Regions from separate parts of the Sus scrofa genome. Here region 1 is linked to region 2. The links are chromatin contacts, called in public HiChIP or PLAC-seq maps. All regions are on one chromosome and are shown on one strand. The core of a region is the stretch at or near the end of the contact, and the rest is flanking DNA. Distances in the headings are between cores, read along the strand shown.

Evidence for each region. HiChIP or PLAC-seq counts read pairs in DNA pulled down with a chosen protein or histone mark.
Region 1: a contact with region 2 is called in an H3K27ac HiChIP or PLAC-seq map of skeletal muscle. The contact joins the promoter of CHD4 here to the promoter of ZNF384 in region 2. A contact is called at or near these places in 6 of 47 Hi-C or Micro-C datasets (alveolar macrophages, blood, liver and 1 more) and 2 of 2 datasets of contacts at active chromatin or transcription factors (alveolar macrophages and skeletal muscle).

Annotation. Positions count from the first base shown.
Region 1 is chr5:64,070,031-64,072,911 of Sscrofa11.1, reverse strand. CHD4 (chromodomain-helicase-DNA-binding protein 4) reads right to left here and starts at 1,285. Exons shown (of 40, transcript XM_021092425.1): 1 at 1,048-1,285; 2 at 21-198. The coding sequence starts at 120.
Region 2 is chr5:64,002,073-64,004,963 of Sscrofa11.1, reverse strand. It overlaps ZNF384 (zinc finger protein 384), which reads right to left and starts at 1,496. Exons shown (of 12, transcript XM_021092415.1): 1 at 1,278-1,496; 2 at 350-409. It overlaps LOC102163385 (a long non-coding RNA gene), which reads left to right and starts at 1,535. Exons shown (of 2, transcript XR_297164.3): 1 at 1,535-1,877; 2 at 2,089-2,891.

The DNA of each region.
Region 1 (2,881 bases), core at 36-2,535, 68 kb before region 2:
GCCCTTGGGGAAGATGTTACCTGGGTGGGGTGGGGGCAGGCTGTTGTTCAAAAGTGCATCCATATCCTCCTCCTCACTGCCCGCTGAGCAGGGGGACGGGGAGCCCAGGCCCGACGCCATCCCCTTCCGCTCCCGGCCAGGGAATTGGCCCAGCTGCTCCTGCCTGCGGCCTGGGGCCCTCGACACTGGCCCGAGTCACTGTGCGGGGGAGGGGGGAGAGAAAGAGAACAGTCAGTGACGCGCACGGCCCCCTCCCCCACCCCGCCGCGCTTTCCGCCCACCCCCGGCCCCCCCACCCCTCAGCCACCCGAGCAGGGCACCCGAACCACTCAGGCTGAACTTAGTTCCACACTCCCAGGGGCAGCCCGGAAGCCGGCTCCCGGGCTGGAGCCCCCCAGACCGGAGGAAGCGGCGCCCCCGAGGGCAAGCCGGTGCCGGCGTAGGGAGGGGAGAAGCCGCTGAACTGAGCCGGGCGTGTCGGGGGAGGGGGTCCGAGTGGCCGCGGCGCGGGGGGGGTGGGGGGAGGATCGGGGGAGGCGGCCGGCGGCGAGGCGCTTGGGGACACAAGGTCACTTGGGGGTGGGGGGGCGACTCCCTGCGCCTGGGGAGGGGCCAGTCCCCAGACAGGGCAGCTCTCCAAAGGCTGTCCTCTGGGACAACTCGGGTTCTCCGGAGAAGCCGCGGGGACGAGGGGGCGTGGAGGCTCGGCGCTCCGGGGGGCTGGAGGCAGGGGCGTGGGGGGCCGGGGCTCCCACCAGGCGGGGGGCCGGGCCACGTGTCCCGGGGGGCAAGTGAGCAAAGGGCGAGGGGGGCGCCGGGCATTGTGGGAGGCAAAGCCCGAGGTGGGAGTCGCGGAGAGCTAGAGTCGGGCAGGGCGAGGGCGGGGGCTGGGCGCCCTGCAGGGGAAGGAGAGGCAGGGTCGGCTTCCCGGGCAGGGGGCGGTCTGCGGGTCCGGGGACGCCCGAAGAGAGGCTGGGTGGAGGGATGACCCTCGGGGCCGGTCGGGATGAGAGGGGCTTCTGTCTGGGAACCCCGCGCTCTCCTCACCCCGGAGCCGCCGCAGGTCGCGCAGGGTCCGGCCGGGTGTCACTCCCGCTCCGGCTCCTCCTCGCCGCGGCCGAAGGGGGGAAAATGGCTCCGGCTCCAGCGTCGCCTCTTAAAGGGCCCGAAACACCGGCCGGGAAATCCCACCGCACAGGCCCCGCCCCCCCACGGACAGCCCATAATAACCTCAACCAACTCCAACCCCCCCTCCACTACCGCCACCCTCCTCCCTAGGTCTCCCGGGCAACCCCCGCCCCCTCGTCGCTCAGCAACCACTGGCCACGCCCCCTTCGAGCGCGCGCGCGCGTGTCACCCGGGCAACCACCCACCTCCTGGCCATCCCATAATACACACGGACACCACCACCACCACCACCACCGTACCACCACCACCACCACAACCATCACCCCCCCACGCGCACGCACTCCATACACATATACATATATGCCAGGGATGTTGACATCTCATGATATTGCAGACCTTTTGCAACTAACACTTTACCCCTCCCCTAGACATCCCATAATAGCCATCCTTTGCCAACTTCTTCACTCTTGGCCCTAATGCTAACATCCCATAATAATTCGTCACCTCTCCCTCCCCATGGCCATCCCATAATAAGCACCCCTACCCGCTCTTCATGCTCACATCCCATAATACTCATCCCCATCCCCCACAGACATCCCATAATAACCACTCTTCATCCACCCCCAGTTTGATATCCCATAATAGTCAGAAACTCACCCCCCCCCAACAACGGACACTTCGGCCTCTTCCCACTTCCCACACACATCCCGTAGTAATCAGTCTCCCACTTTCTGTACTGACATCCCATAATAACCAACCCCCTGGGGAGCTGCCCTCAGCCCCTGTGGGCTAGAACCTCAAAACTCGACCCCAAGGCTTCAGACGTTCATTCCCACTCCACAGCCCATAATAACCACTCCTCCTCTATCAGAGATATCCATAATGATCAACAGCCCTACAGTCACCTCACAGATGGACATCCAAACTCCTTTCCTCTAGCACTGGAAAGATATCCCATAATTTTACTCCCCCACCCACACCCTGACATCCCATAATAATGACAAAGAACCTGTGGTCAAGCAAACATACAATAATACTCCCAACACAACCCAGAGTCAGGTCCCATAATGCTCATCTCTACCACCCCTATACCTTTCCAGTCAGGCATCCCATAATATTTATACTCATCCCTCCCCCATCTCCAGAGGCTGTCAGTCTAAAACCCTAACTCCCACACCAGCAAGGGTGAAGCAGGCTATCCACATTGCCCTGTCCCCGCCCCAACTTGTACACACCTTCAGCCCTTAATGGCCCAAAGCAGTATCCTGGCACAAAGTCTCTTGATGTCTAGGACAGACTCTAGCTTTCCTCATCCATCATTTTCAGACATGCAGGAACTGGACTGAGCCCCACCCAATCCCACCAAAATCCAGATGTTCTCCAGACACTTAGCAACACTTACCTCCAGTTAAATTTTGAGTAAGACCCACCAAATACCAAGCTGGTCAGATGAGCCATTCACATAAAGTTCAGTTCACCTCAGAGCATCCCATAATAATTACAAATGCCCACCTAAAGACTATTTCTCAACATTCCAGCAGTCCCCTTCCCACACCACCTCCTCAGGTCAAGTGGTCCATTCTCATCCTAGGCCACGCCTATGGATGGACATCCCACTACAGTGTGAACAGAGGATCATGCTATATACACCTGAAGAGCTAAGACCTCCTGTTTCCCTAAACACTGCTACTCATGTTCACTCAACAGATGTTGACAGAGTACCTAGCAAAGCACAGAGCCAGGCACCATGGAG
Region 2 (2,891 bases), core at 247-2,746:
AAGCTATGCCAAAAGGACTATACTAGCAACTAGGGCCCATGTGTCCCTAAAGCAGAATGAATTTCTCTTTTGGGCACAGTGCAACACTGCTTAGTGATTTCATGCAAGCATTTCACAATTCAATCTTGATGAGGACTGGTGGCAATGGAAGGTGATGGGGTACAGTGCCAACTTTTTGCACAAAATTTCCTGGGTATCCTCAAGAGATAATGAGAGGCTTCTCCCACAGCAAACACCAAGATTACAATTGCTATTATGTGAAGGATTCTGTCACATTGTCCCCAAAACGTCCCTTTATGATCCCTTCTCCCCCCGTACCGAAAAAGCCATTAACCCCCAATTGTCTTACCCTCTCTCTCTCTTCCTCCTGTCGTCTTATTCCTTCTCCTTTCCAGGGCTCCTGAACTTTCTGTAAACAAATTGTCTGGGTTACAGGGGCCGGTAAGGGTGCAGCCACCGGAGAACTGGAGAACCTCAGGAATTCTTTGACTGTCAGCACTCAGTCTGGAAGGCAGGCCGACCCCCAACCAACAATCCAAAGATGCAAGGATATAATAACAGGAGTGTAGTGCCACCCCTATGTGGATACAAGGCAAAGAAGTTCAATTCCCATCAACTAAGATGAACTCTATCACCAGTGTGAGGGTTCCACTTGGGCTCAGACACTGGTTCTTCTTGGTTTCCCAGGGCCGCAGGTAGTCGGGGGTGAGAGAACAGAGAGTTGGAAGAAGAGAAGGGTCCCTGCCTCCTGAGGATTGGCTCAGAAAGCAAAGCTGAGGACTAAGGGGGATGCACAAGCCCTTGTGTCAGGCACAGTGCCAGTTTAGGCCCAGCCGCTTCCTCTGGCCTCCCCCCCACTTCTGCGAGGACTTCGCCCCTGCCTACCCAAGGCCCTACGCCAAGAAGTACCTCCCTCAGCCTGCACAGTGGTCTAGCTATTGGAGACCCCGGCTGATCCCCAAACACCTTCGCTGCCCTGAGACAGCCCTTGGGCGCCTTCTCCTGATGTCGCCCTCCACCCTTTCCTCAAATACCCTTCTTTGGGACGCCTCTCCTTCCCCTCCAGGGAGCTGAACTCTGCCACCCACCAGACAGACACCCGCCCCCTAAGCCCCCCCATTCCTCCCCATCGCCCGCTCCTCCACAACCACTTCCGGTTCCGGGACGGACACACGTACAGTCCCATCGAGGACCCCCCTTCTCCGCCCCCCAAGGAAAAGGGGAGGGGGAGGAGCAGAGAGCTCGGCGCGCGCCGGCTGCAGCGGCGCGAGACTCACCCGGCGGCGACGGCTGCGGCGGCGCCAGAGCGCGGGAGGGGCGGCGTTTGCTGGGAAAGGAGGGAGCCGAGTATGGTGGGAGGACCCGGAGGGGGCGAGGGGAGGGGGGAGAGCGCGAGGCGAGCGCGCGGGCACGCACTTTAGGCGCGAGACAGACCCACACACTCACACGCACGGAACGCGCGCGAGACACCCGCAGGGCGGGGGCGCGAGGCAGTGGGTGGCCCCCTCCCGCCCTCCCTCCCCTAACACTCACCCGGAAGTGGTGCTGCAGCTTGTGCTCCCGAGAACCCCGATTCCTCCACGCCCCCTCCCTCCCTCCCTCCCCCCACTGGCTCGGAGTTGAGCCGAGGCTGAGAGAAGGCGGGAGCGCCGGAAACGAAAAGGGGGGAGGGAGGGAAATAGCTATGTAGGGGGGGCCACAATGGGGAAAGGGGGAAATGCAAAGGTCGAGTCACTTCCGGGAGCGGCAAGAGCACATCCGGCGCGGCTCGCGCTCCAGGGTATTCAGGGCGGACGTTACGACAAATAGGGGCGGAAGTGGCTTCTGCCCAGGGACGCAGGACCCGCCAGGGATGTGACGCCACAGCGGAAGTGAAGGTGGGTTCCTCTAAGGGCAGGAGTTGAACTGCGGTCCCGGGCTTCCGGAAGGGACTTCTGGGGGAGTGGGAGGGTGGGAAGGCGACAGGTTCATGAATTATGCATCAAGGTACGTGGGGAGGTTTGGATTCTTAAAAGGCCGGTCGTGGTTCTCTTCCCCCAGGGGGCGACAGGCTGATATAGGGAGTTATCTACCATTCTTATTTCTTAGGTGTGCTCTTGAATGTCTCAATACTGTGAATACACGGAGAGGGATAAGGGTGTGTCGGCTTTCTGAGATCCCTACTTTGGCCCAAGGAGTAACTAATAACCTTTCCCAGCCATCAGAGTCCGCCCCGTCTCTGACCACACCCGTTACTCCCCTTTTCTTTGGTCTCTAAACTCCACTGGCCGTCGTCCACAGCTCTATCTCCTCCCCTGGCTTTACTTTTAAATATATCACTCACCTCTACCTGGTACATTGTTTGCTGTCCTCCTTTTCCTTCTGGAATGTCGGCTCCATGAGGACAAGGACTGTGAATTGTTCACTGCCCTATCCTCAGAGCTGGGCGCTTAACCGTCGGTAAACGTTTATTATATCAACTATCAACGAACAGTTACAATGAAATCTTTCAGGAAGCCTTCCTCGATTGCTCCAACCCGTAACGATCCTGTCCTCTGAATTCCCACAGCATTCGGTCCCTACCTTTTGTTGCTGTTTTGACTATTTCGTGTATGTGATCTTCAGCGAAATTGTCAGCAACTCAGGGGAGAAACTGTCTCATACATGGTACCTTCCCACTGCTTTGCTAATCACACAGTAAATGCTGAATAAATATATGCCATTTAAGCAAATAAATGCTCCCACTAGCCTGCCCCGGATCTGACTAGAATCCCTCTGGGCTTGGCTCTATTTTGAGTGAAACAGAATTGAAGTGCCTCCTATTAACAGTAATATTTCCTTGCTTAGAGATTAAAATAACCGTGATAGGAATAATTGTAATGCCAAATCTTACAGATAATGAACATAAGACT